Linked DNA regions of Sus scrofa: region 2 is linked to region 1. Evidence: chromatin contacts called from public HiChIP or PLAC-seq data. All regions are on one chromosome and are shown on one strand. Each heading gives the region's core, a stretch centred on a gene start, on an enhancer-like site or on the middle of the called end of the contact. The rest is flanking DNA. Distances are from core to core; before and after follow the strand shown. Region 1 overlaps LOC102159559 (a long non-coding RNA gene). Region 2 overlaps LOC102159559 (a long non-coding RNA gene).

The links. HiChIP or PLAC-seq counts read pairs in DNA pulled down with a chosen protein or histone mark.
Region 2: a contact with region 1 is called in an H3K27ac HiChIP or PLAC-seq map of skeletal muscle, with 2.8 times the contacts expected there. The contact joins two enhancer-like sites. A contact is called at or near these places in 1 of 47 Hi-C or Micro-C datasets (heart right ventricle) and 1 of 2 datasets of contacts at active chromatin or transcription factors (skeletal muscle).

What each region holds. Positions count from the first base shown.
Region 1 is chr11:10,576,275-10,581,123 of Sscrofa11.1, forward strand. All of the region lies in intron 12 of LOC102159559 (a long non-coding RNA gene), which reads right to left. Among named protein-coding and RNA genes, the nearest start is that of RFC3, 430 kb to the left of the region's middle. Within about 2 kb of position 1,362, at least 6 of the 83 cell types and tissues checked have an H3K27ac peak or open chromatin away from gene starts, as enhancers often do. A contact at or near this core is called in skeletal muscle, where this site is marked.
Region 2 is chr11:10,909,579-10,914,902 of Sscrofa11.1, forward strand. The region is part of intron 7 of LOC102159559 (a long non-coding RNA gene); the gene reads right to left. Among named protein-coding and RNA genes, the nearest start is that of NBEA, 170 kb to the right of the region's middle. Within about 2 kb of position 3,418, at least 24 of the 83 cell types and tissues checked have an H3K27ac peak or open chromatin away from gene starts, as enhancers often do. A contact at or near this core is called in skeletal muscle, where this site is marked.

The sequences.
Region 1 (4,849 bases), core at 112-2,611:
CGTCATGCTCATATCATCAGTTTTACGAAAGGTGAGAAACAGACCAAAGAGGCTGCCTGCGCCTCCAACCTCCTGCCACGGTCCCTCCCAAGGATTTGCGAGCACACTCTCCTTTTGCATTCTAGAACTTGACCCCAGGATCCTGGCCAGTTGGGATCTGTAACAGCAAATGGCACCAGGAATCAAACAAAAGCAGAGTCGCCCTGGCCAGGGATGGTCACTCCTCAGGCGGCAATTCAGAACCTGGGTGAACGGAAGGAAATCGCATGATTTCAGAATCTTCCATTTATTGAATACCACAATTTTTTCAAAGATCTTTTAGTTTACAGGTCTAGTGCCAAGGTTAACAGAGGACAAATGTGTGCGCCTTATACTCTCGTGGGCTCTGCTCACTGTTAACTATGGCTTGATGACAGTCCTATATTAACCCCCTTGAGGGGACAAGGAGGTGGCCCTTAGACCCCTGTCCCTGTCCACCTACACGATGCAGGGTGACAAGGAACTACTGTGTTGTTTGATAACCAAAATCAGATGTTCCTCTGCCTCGTCTTTGCTCTATTCTTATTATTAACCCCAAAGATCCTATCACATGCACTTGGTACAAGAGGGATTTGCAAACTAAATCCGACAGGCTGAGTTCCAGAACGAGGTAGACCCTGACAGATTCCTCTAGTCCGTCTGTCTGCTCTGAAGAAGGGCTGCAGGACGTCTGTCACCTGTGCTGTTATCTTAAAGCAGGGAAAGTGGTTCCGAGATAGGGCTGTGGGTTTTAACCTGTGCATTCACCGTTTTCAGAGGGAGGAACTCACAAAGTCCTGCTCTGAGCTAAGCATGACCAGTATGCACGCTGGTCTCTCCTGGATGGTCCCTGCGTGGATCTGCAGCCTGCTTAGTAACTGATTTCAGAGGAGAACATATATCCTGAACCAGGTCCTGGCCACTTGTGGGGGGTGGGGGCAGGGTTGTTAGAGAAACTAAAAGGCCTCGTGTACTCAACTGAGTGGCTTCTCCAGTCTCCTTAGAGTCAAGGGAACGTATTGGCTTCAATCATCTGCCATCGGCACATGGGGCGTCTTAATGAAACTGGCCGAGATACTGGCTTTAAATGACTGAACTAAAGTGTCACTTTCACAAGGCACAGTTTCAAATCCACATGGCTTTCGTGGCTGTTCATGTCTCTGCTGCAAGTTGGAGTTAAAACAGGATCACATTTGCAGACCAATAGGGGGCAGATGGGAGCCAGCTGCTGAGGGGGAGACTCAACCTGTTTGCCAGTTGGAGCGGCCACAGGAGGCAAACAGCCCTGACGGAGATTCTATTCTAGGCGAGCTGACAGACCACGCCAGCGAGGTGCCACCATGCTTCACTGCGTTTGCCCAGATCATCAGGGTAAAGCTGAACCGCTATCGGGAGAGGGAGCAGACTCTCCAGGAAGCCTGAAGGGACGAGAAGCACACAGCATCCTTCCTACTGCTATGGCTAAGGAGGAGGGAGCAGAGACAGGGTGACGTGGAGAGGTTATTCCAGAAGCGAGATGGGAAACGGTGTCATGGGCATTGCCGGGAAGCGTTACTGAGACTACTGCATACCATCCTCGAGCCTTAGAGGGATGAGGTGGGGGAGGCTTCTACACCCAATCACCCTGCCTGGCTCTGTAAGGAGGACACGGAACTTCGCAGAACACCCCGATAAGCTACAAGCCCCTTTGTCCTAAATCTCTAGTTTCCTACTCTCGAATGCACGGCCATGCAAAGACCTAGAAGTCACTACCAAACCATAGCACGAAGGTCCAAGAACTTTGAAGAGTCCTGGCCTTAAGATTCCTTGAAGAAGGGACAGCAGTAAACGTGGAAGCATCAACCTGCGATGCTTTACACCTTGCGCTCTTGCACAGGTCAGACCAACCTGTGAGAGTCCACAGCTCATGAGGTAGATCTGAGAGCCTGAATTTTTCTTAAAAGATCAGACCCGGGGGCGGGGGGGGGCAGATGACAAACCAAATAGCAATTCTGGAAAATGTATGTAAAGAACCCCAAAAAAATCAGGGTGGAATGACCTAACCCTGTGTTCACATGTGCTCACGGGGACCTTTAGATGCCCCCCTGCCTCCTTGGGCACTCCTGTCACGGAGCAGCCCATGGCCAGGACACAGGGATGCGAGGAAGTGGCCCGGGGGCACGTGTGTCGCAGAGCAGCACGGATGCCGGGCGCTGAGGCACCCCGTGGATGGTCTGAGCCAAGCAGGACAGGCTGTGCCCTGGAAGGCCGAGGGAACCTCTTCTTTGAATTGGGTCAGGAAACAGAACACAGGTGAGCTGTCCTCTACCCTCTACAAAGTCAAGTGTGGTTTTATTGTACTCGCTGATTACTAGTGTGATGCATCTGTCTCAGCCACTGGACATCTGTGTCCACAAAAATGGAGGGCATCCGGCCAAGGGAGAAAATGTTCTGATGAAGTGAGGAATTTGTGTGCAACATTTTCCATGCTCGGCTGAATTGCGGGTAAAAAGCAAGATGCTGTCTAATGAAAAATGTCCCAGAAAGAAGCACAGGATACACTTTCTTGGGATTGCTAGTGACTAAGTAGTTTACCCTGCCTGTTATCAGGGCTGCGAAGACAAAGCGATGTCATCGCATAAGTTGCATGAGCCCCTAGCCTTTGAGCTGCATTTTTATTTTAACTTATCCGGAGCCTCTTTTTTCCACTTTCTCATTTTGCTCTTACAACTTCCTGTGAGGGGGAAGGCTGGCACTACATAAATTCCGATGGAGGATAATCACACGTGATTAGGTTAGCGGACTCGCCTTAGGATTCTACAACCCCAGTTTACCTGTGTTATCAGAGCCTCCTCGCCAGCAATGGTGATACTTGTAAATAAACGGAATTATTACGAAGGCGGAAAGGGTAGGGACATCAGTGGGGAGAGGATCAGAGGCTGTCACACAGCGGAAGCAATTGGGCCTGCATTTCTTTGCTCATTACAAACAATTTTTTCTTAAATATGTGTATTAATCAGGTAAAGGGGATGCTCCTACCATCCCCAGGCCTGAAGAGGCAAGAAGAGACAGCAGTTGCCTGAGAGGACCCTGACAGGAGGGTGGGCTCCAGGAAAGGGACAGAGCCCATCCAAAGCAAGACTGTATGGAAAAGCCCAGCCCAGCTCACCCCTGCCACGGACCAGACCATATGCAAGCCAGAAGGCAAGGAAGTCTATAGTGGAATCCGAAGAGTGGAGCCCCCAGGGAGCAGTTCTGGGAAGAGAGGCTCTACCTGCAGAGTCAGCCTCAGAAACAGCCACGGCTTCTGGCCGCTAGTTCCAAGAGCCCTCAACGCCCCATCTTTTACCACCATTTCCCAGATGAGGACAGATGTGCTATCACCAGGGTCGTAACCACTCTTGCTGGTGACTGAGTACACTCCCTGGTGTAAACCTGGCCAAAGTGGGCTTCTACTTTCAATTCAGTGCAATTCAGAAAGCCACACGCACGTCCTGTACTGAGCTACACACAGGGGACGTTCTTCTGAAAGATGCCTCCTTAAACACAATGCTACCCTTACAATTCACCAAAGCCCTTTTTATATCTGGCTGCATCCTTAACACACACACACACACACACACACACACACTCAGGAGTTCACATAGGAAGATGAGAGTGAAGCACAGCTTGTGTTTCTGGCTCAGATGCTACAAAGTTAATTTTAGTTGGAAAACTCCTTGACAGACTTCCAGGAAAACACCACCCTAAATAGAACTCCTGCTAACATCTGCCTGCTGTTTGTTCAGTGACACCAAATGCCAATCTCCCAGTCCAGACCCTCAGACTTCCTCTGAAATTAGTCACCTTGATGAGGCTCATGATGGTATGAAAGCAGCTGTTACTGAGAGGAACATGCTTGGCGGTGATGGTCGCTGAGGTGGATGGGTGGGTGGAGGGATGGGTGGGTGGAGGGATGGATGGGTGGAGGGATGGATGGGTGGAGGGATGGGTAGGTGGAGGGATGGATGGGTGGAGGGAGGGATGGGTGGGTGGAGGGATGGGTGGGTGGAGGGATGGATGGGTGGGTGGAGGGATGGGTGGGTGGAGGGATGGGTGGGTGGAGGGATGGATGGGTGGGTGGAGGGATGGATGGGTGGGTGGAGGGATGGATGGGTGGGTGGAGGGATGGGTGGGTGGAGGGATGGGTGGGTGAATGCGTGGGTGGGTGGGTGGATGGTGTTAGCTGGAAGATGGAAGATTTAATGGGGGGGAATCAACCTAACTTTCCCTCTTGCTATTCTTGGTGAAAAGAAACCTGAGGTACCTCTAAATCCTGAGGAAAAGGAATCTCTGGCTGAAACCACTGCATTCAGAGAAGTAATACATATATATTCTAGATAAAGAGATAGATGACATAGATAGATAGATAGATAGATAGATAGACAGACAGACAGACAGACAGACAGACAGACAGATAGATAGACAGGGCTGCATTAAGAACTTGGGCTCTGGAGTCAGAGTCTTGGATCCAGATTGTGAGCCAACCTCCTTTCTAGCTGTGGAACCTCTCAGCGCCTTGGCAAGGAACGGTCCCTCCCTCCCCTCCTCTGCCTGTGCCACCCCTGACACTGTGGCAGGGACAACTGCCTTAGGGCATTGCAGGGGTGAATATCACCCTGTAACCCCCAAGTTGTAGCCCACTATGAAAATCAACCTTTTCACTGAAAATTGAAACCATGTCAGGGCACAAATTTCTCAGGAAAAAGTACTGAAGAAGGAATTTAACTCAAGTATCTATGACCAGACTGGTTAGACAGTTAAATAATGTTTAAAATAATTTGATCATTTGTGATAGAAAGATTATGAGTGA
Region 2 (5,324 bases), core at 2,168-4,667, 340 kb after region 1:
AAATCTTTAGAAAGAATATAAATCACAGGAGTTCTGGTCATGGCTCAGTGGTTAACAAATCCAACTAGGAACCATGAGGTTGCGGATTCGATCCCTGGCCTTGATCAGTGGGTTAAGGATCCAGCGTTGCTGTGAGCTGTGGTATAGGTTGCAGACCCAGCTCAGATCCTGCAATGCTGTGGCTCTGGCGTAGGCTGGAGGCTACAACTCTGATTAGACCCCTAGCCTGGGAATTTTCATATCATGTGGGAGCAGCCCTAGAAAAGGCAAAAAGATTTTAAAAATTTTAAAAAAAGGAATGTAAATCACGGTCCAAAAAATTGTAGTTTGTCTTTATATGTATATAAATATATAGGTAAATGGGTGAATCTAAACAAAGAATTCTAAAAATCATTTATGCGAATGACATAAATACACATAAAAATCACGAGATGACATGGCTTAGATATCTTGAAAACAACAAAAAAACAAAAAACACAGAATGCTAGAGATGATTATGTGGATGCAAATAGTGATGACACAGTAAAATGGCATACTCTCTTCACCCATTGATTGTTTTGTTTGTTTTGGCTGCACCTGCTGCAGGTGGTATTTCTCCTGCCAGGGAACCAACCTGTGCCATGGCAGTGACCCAAGCTGCTGCAGTGATAATGCCCAATCCTTAACCTGATGTGCCGTAAGAAAACTCAACCCACTGACTGTTGAATCCACCAATGATTCAGGCAATCCAAAATAGTGGGTGATCTGTTCCCAGTCAGAACTTTATCCCACTGCTTCCCTGGGGGTTTCCTGCTGCTGTGACTACAACCACCACCACTCCCTCTGGGAGCTCTCTTCTGACTCCAATAGTCTATTATTCTAACCTCCGCTGAATCTACAACTTTGGAGTCAATTTATCAGCCTGCATGTTCTCTGAAAGCAATAGCTGGGGACAAGGGAGCATAGTAAGAGAGAATACAAGTTCAAGGAGCATTTTCCATTGAGCAGAAGCTCTCCATAGCATTGCTGGGTATCAGAGGACTCTCCCTAAAGGAAGAATCTTTGCGATGTCTCTGCAGCAGGAAAAAAAACCAGACATATGTTCCTATTTCTTTTATCATTTGTCCACCAGCATCAGTATTTTTTACGAAGCACTCTTGGGGGGGGGGCTTTCCATCCTAATGTCTTTTTATCCTCACAGATCCAAGGAGGTAGCAATGGTTATCCCATTTTACAAGGAAAACATGGAGTCTAAACAGCATGACTGAAGCCCCCAAGCTAGTGAATGGTGAAGTTAGTTCACAGAGCACATCAGTGACCTGGAAACTTCTTTCTTCCACTATGCAGATTATCTCATCACACAGATAATGCGCATAAAGGTCATTAGAGGTCATCTAAACATCGTGCTTCATTTCCTCCTGTCTCAGAGTCTGCCTGAGTGAAAAGAAGGAACAGCTGGGTTAATTCCTAGGCAGCAACACCCAGGAGAGCTTTCAACAGAAGTCTAATTTTATATGAAAATGCTACAAGATCACTTACAGAGGAGACATCCCCCAAATGAATCCATCTTAAAGTGAACACATCAGCAAATTAGATTCATATTTAAGGAGAGAGGTCTTGTAGAGACACGCCCTAAAATATGCCATTGCATTTCTTTGGAATGTGTTCAGGAGGTAAAAATAACTAAAGAAATCGGCCAGCTTTCCTTATCGCACAGCATTCCTAACCATCTGCTGTATGTGCTTATGAAGACAGAGCTCGGTGTTTAAAATTCTCATCAAAGAAAATGTGAATAACCAGTTTACAACCTGTGAGAAAAAGGGAAAAGGATGCCTCCTTCTCATTGCCACAAGTTCAGATTCACAGTTAGCACGTGTAGTTGTGGGTGGCTATGCTTGTTTCTTAAAAGGAGATAATTGCACACACCACCAAATAACAAAACAAAAGGGGAAAACGTATGTGGGAGGTGGGAGTGAGATGTTAGAATAATTTAATTACTGTCAGGTGGTTTTCAAGCTGCACTAGGGAAAAAAGCCTAAACAAGATCTATTACCCAGAAAACAATTTGAGCTACCATCTCTGCTCATTTTTATCAAATGATCCCAAAAGTTTTCAAGAATTTGACAAACTTTACATTGATATATGAACCAGTGCTCTGAACACAAAGAGAGGTTCAATTAAGGCCTTAAAGGCCAATAACTTCCACTCCATTCGATGACTACTAATTGTGTATTACACATTGGTGAACACTGGGGCCATTACTAATAAAAACAACTCTCTGGCCTCCTCGGAACAGTATGGGCTGCTGAGGGTTCAGATAGAGACTTCGGAAATTCATCACCTATTTGTGTGAGGCCCCAAGCTTTTGGAAAACCAAGAGGGAAAGAAAAGACATGCCATGCCGTCTTGCAGCCTAGCTAGGACCTGTGGCCTCTGCCTTACTTTAGTGGCTTTGAGTTTTGAGGATGGCACTGAAAGGTACCACAGGTAGAGCATGAGGCAGGCTTGGTCTTTTTCCTGCATGGAAGAGCTACAACAGGGAACATGGTACCTGGGGTACCTCATGAGGTCCACCATGGTGTGAGAGCTCGAGGCCAGGAGAGAAGGAACCCTGGGAAGAGAGGTCCCCGTGTACTGAAGGCACATATTCCTATAAGACCCTGTAACTACAGCATTCTGTGCTCTGGAAGTGGCTTGGAGCACATATTAATGTGGACATGACAGGCCCATGACAGTGACGAAAGTTGCAACAATGCTCTGGAAAACTCAGAAATTGACAGGTGTAGATTAGAAAGGACCTGACAGAGAGAGAGATAACTGGATCATTCAGGACAGGCTTCATGTAAGGAAGCACGGTAGGCTGATTCAAATCATCTTTGGAATGACAGCCACACAAGCCAGATGAGAGAGTCCTAAATCTGGAAGCACTGGCTTGATGGACTGACTACCCATCTCTCCCCTCACTACCCCCCAACCCCCACCATTGCCATCTCCAAATCCCACACTGCAGCTTTGCTTTGAACTTGAAACCCTTTGAGGATAAAATAAACAAATAAATGCTCTGTGAAACGTCGTAAGTACAGCTATCACTGTTAGCTGTCAATGTGATCATAAATGTTGACATTAAACATCAAAGCATTCGAAGGATATAACAAGACTGGTTAGAAAACTGAGGTCTGTCGACATTCCTGAATGAACAGAAAATTACTACTGTCATCTTGACACACTACAGGGTTAATTACACACTAATAGAAGTCAACAACTGTTGTGCCATTACCGTTACTGAAATCCAAATGGCATTGTTTTGTTTGTGGATCATTGGATTAAAGATATTAGGGCCGGTGAATTAATCTTTGCATTCCTTCCCGTAGACACAGCACAGCCAAGTGCTTGTTTACTTGGCCTGCTCTCTGTTACTCAGAGAGAAGCCCTTGGGCTGAACCGAGCCCCTTGGTTACAAGTACGTCATCAGCCACACTTCAACCAGGAAACACAGGGCTCTCAGGAAGTGCACTTGATAATGAAGCAGAGTGAGCCAAAATTAGCCAATAATCAGCATTACCCTTCATCCTGAAATGATGCAATCATATTTAACAAGGTAGTCAAGCGTCGGAGATCAGCCTGGTGGACATATAAGATCTCTTTCCTACGTCTGTCATCCGTTCCTGTAATTTTAAACAACCAGGTTTTAATAACTTCCCAGTGTTTCAACTTCTCTTTTTCAAAATCTCAGAAATAGGCATTAGTAGTAGGATTTATTGTTCATATGGGTGGCAAATTTACTAGACAATAAGCTCTTTAACACTAGGGACAAGCTTTTTTTTTTTTCCTCCTGCATTTTAGGGCTGCAACCTTGGCTTATGGAAGTTCCCAGGCTAGGAGTCCCATTAAAACTGTAGTTGCTGGCCTACACCATAGCCACAGCAACACAGGATCCAAGCCGCATCTTTGACCTACACCACGGCTCACGCAGCACAGGATCCTTAACTCACTGAAGAAGGCCAGGGATTGAACCCGAATCCTCATAGATACTGTTGAGTTCATAACCCACTGAGCCACAAGAGGAATTCCCAAATGCCAAGGAGAAAGTTTTACCCTTTCTTGTATCTTCTGAACAGGATGTTTGGTACAGAAAATATTTAATGTCTGCTAAATTATTCACAATTTGAAAACTAAATGATAAATTAGTCCTAATAGTCATTAAGTGATTGAACAGGCTTTCTTATTGCCCACTGGCACTATTAAGCACAAGGATGGGAATGACCTAGCCCCAGATCATAGCTGACAAAATCACATGGAAAAGCCTGTGCGGCTGCCTAGCCCATGGAGCCATGAGCCTGCCTAAACAGATTTAACTCTGTAACAGGCACTCCTCCACTAACGCAGAGAAAAACAGCTTTGTTAAGACTCTGCGATTCTAAGGCTCACTTATTTCAGGTTACTTGCTTTTTGCAGGCACTGCATAAATACAAAAAAAAAAAAAAATACAGTGCTGAAAGTAAAGACTTTTTTTTTTAAATTTTCATTCCTAGAAAATTCATAGGAATTATTGTCTTGTGGTGAGTCCAGCTGGAATTCTCTTTATCCTGGAGAGCACACAGCACACAAAGGTACTGAAGCACCATTCCCAAAGAATGACAGAATCCTGTTTCTTTTCCCTAGTGATTTATAGGCTAACACCTGAGTGGCTCTTTAAAGCAAAAGCACCCGAGCTTGGCATCACGAAACTATTAATCAGTATGTAGCCCTGCACAGACTCTGGAGTGAAAACAACTAGGTTTGAGGTCTGGCACTTATTAGCTGTGTAACCTTGGACAAATAACCTATCTGAGCCTTGGTTATTATAACTATTCCTATCTCTCAACCTTCTTTTGAGACCCAGATGAAGCCAAGTATATTATGAGAGCTTCTGTATACCATAAAACAAATTACACGTCATTCATTATTGTTTTAGAGATGCTTCTTTCTGTATATATAGAAGGTAAAGATCTAAACTGCAGGAAAATGCCCAATTTTAAAAAAAGCAATAATTCAAAGAGCTATAGATACAAATTGGAGTGAATCCCAGTGTGATAGAGTGACTGAAAACCAAATCCTGGATTTAACCAGGTGTCCAGAGACACCAGTGCACACCTGGAAGTTAATAATGTTTTTCCGTACAAGTCTGTTTAGAAGAGAAAAGAATTTGGCTCTCAGTTCTGGTGCCTCCACTATCAGAGTGATTTTGATACCCAGAAATTGTAAGAAGTGACACTGGCTCAATGTCTTCCACATATTTTCAATTTCTTAATTTAAACTTTAACACTATTATGTATCACATAGGCATCTAGAGCTTTTTATGCAGG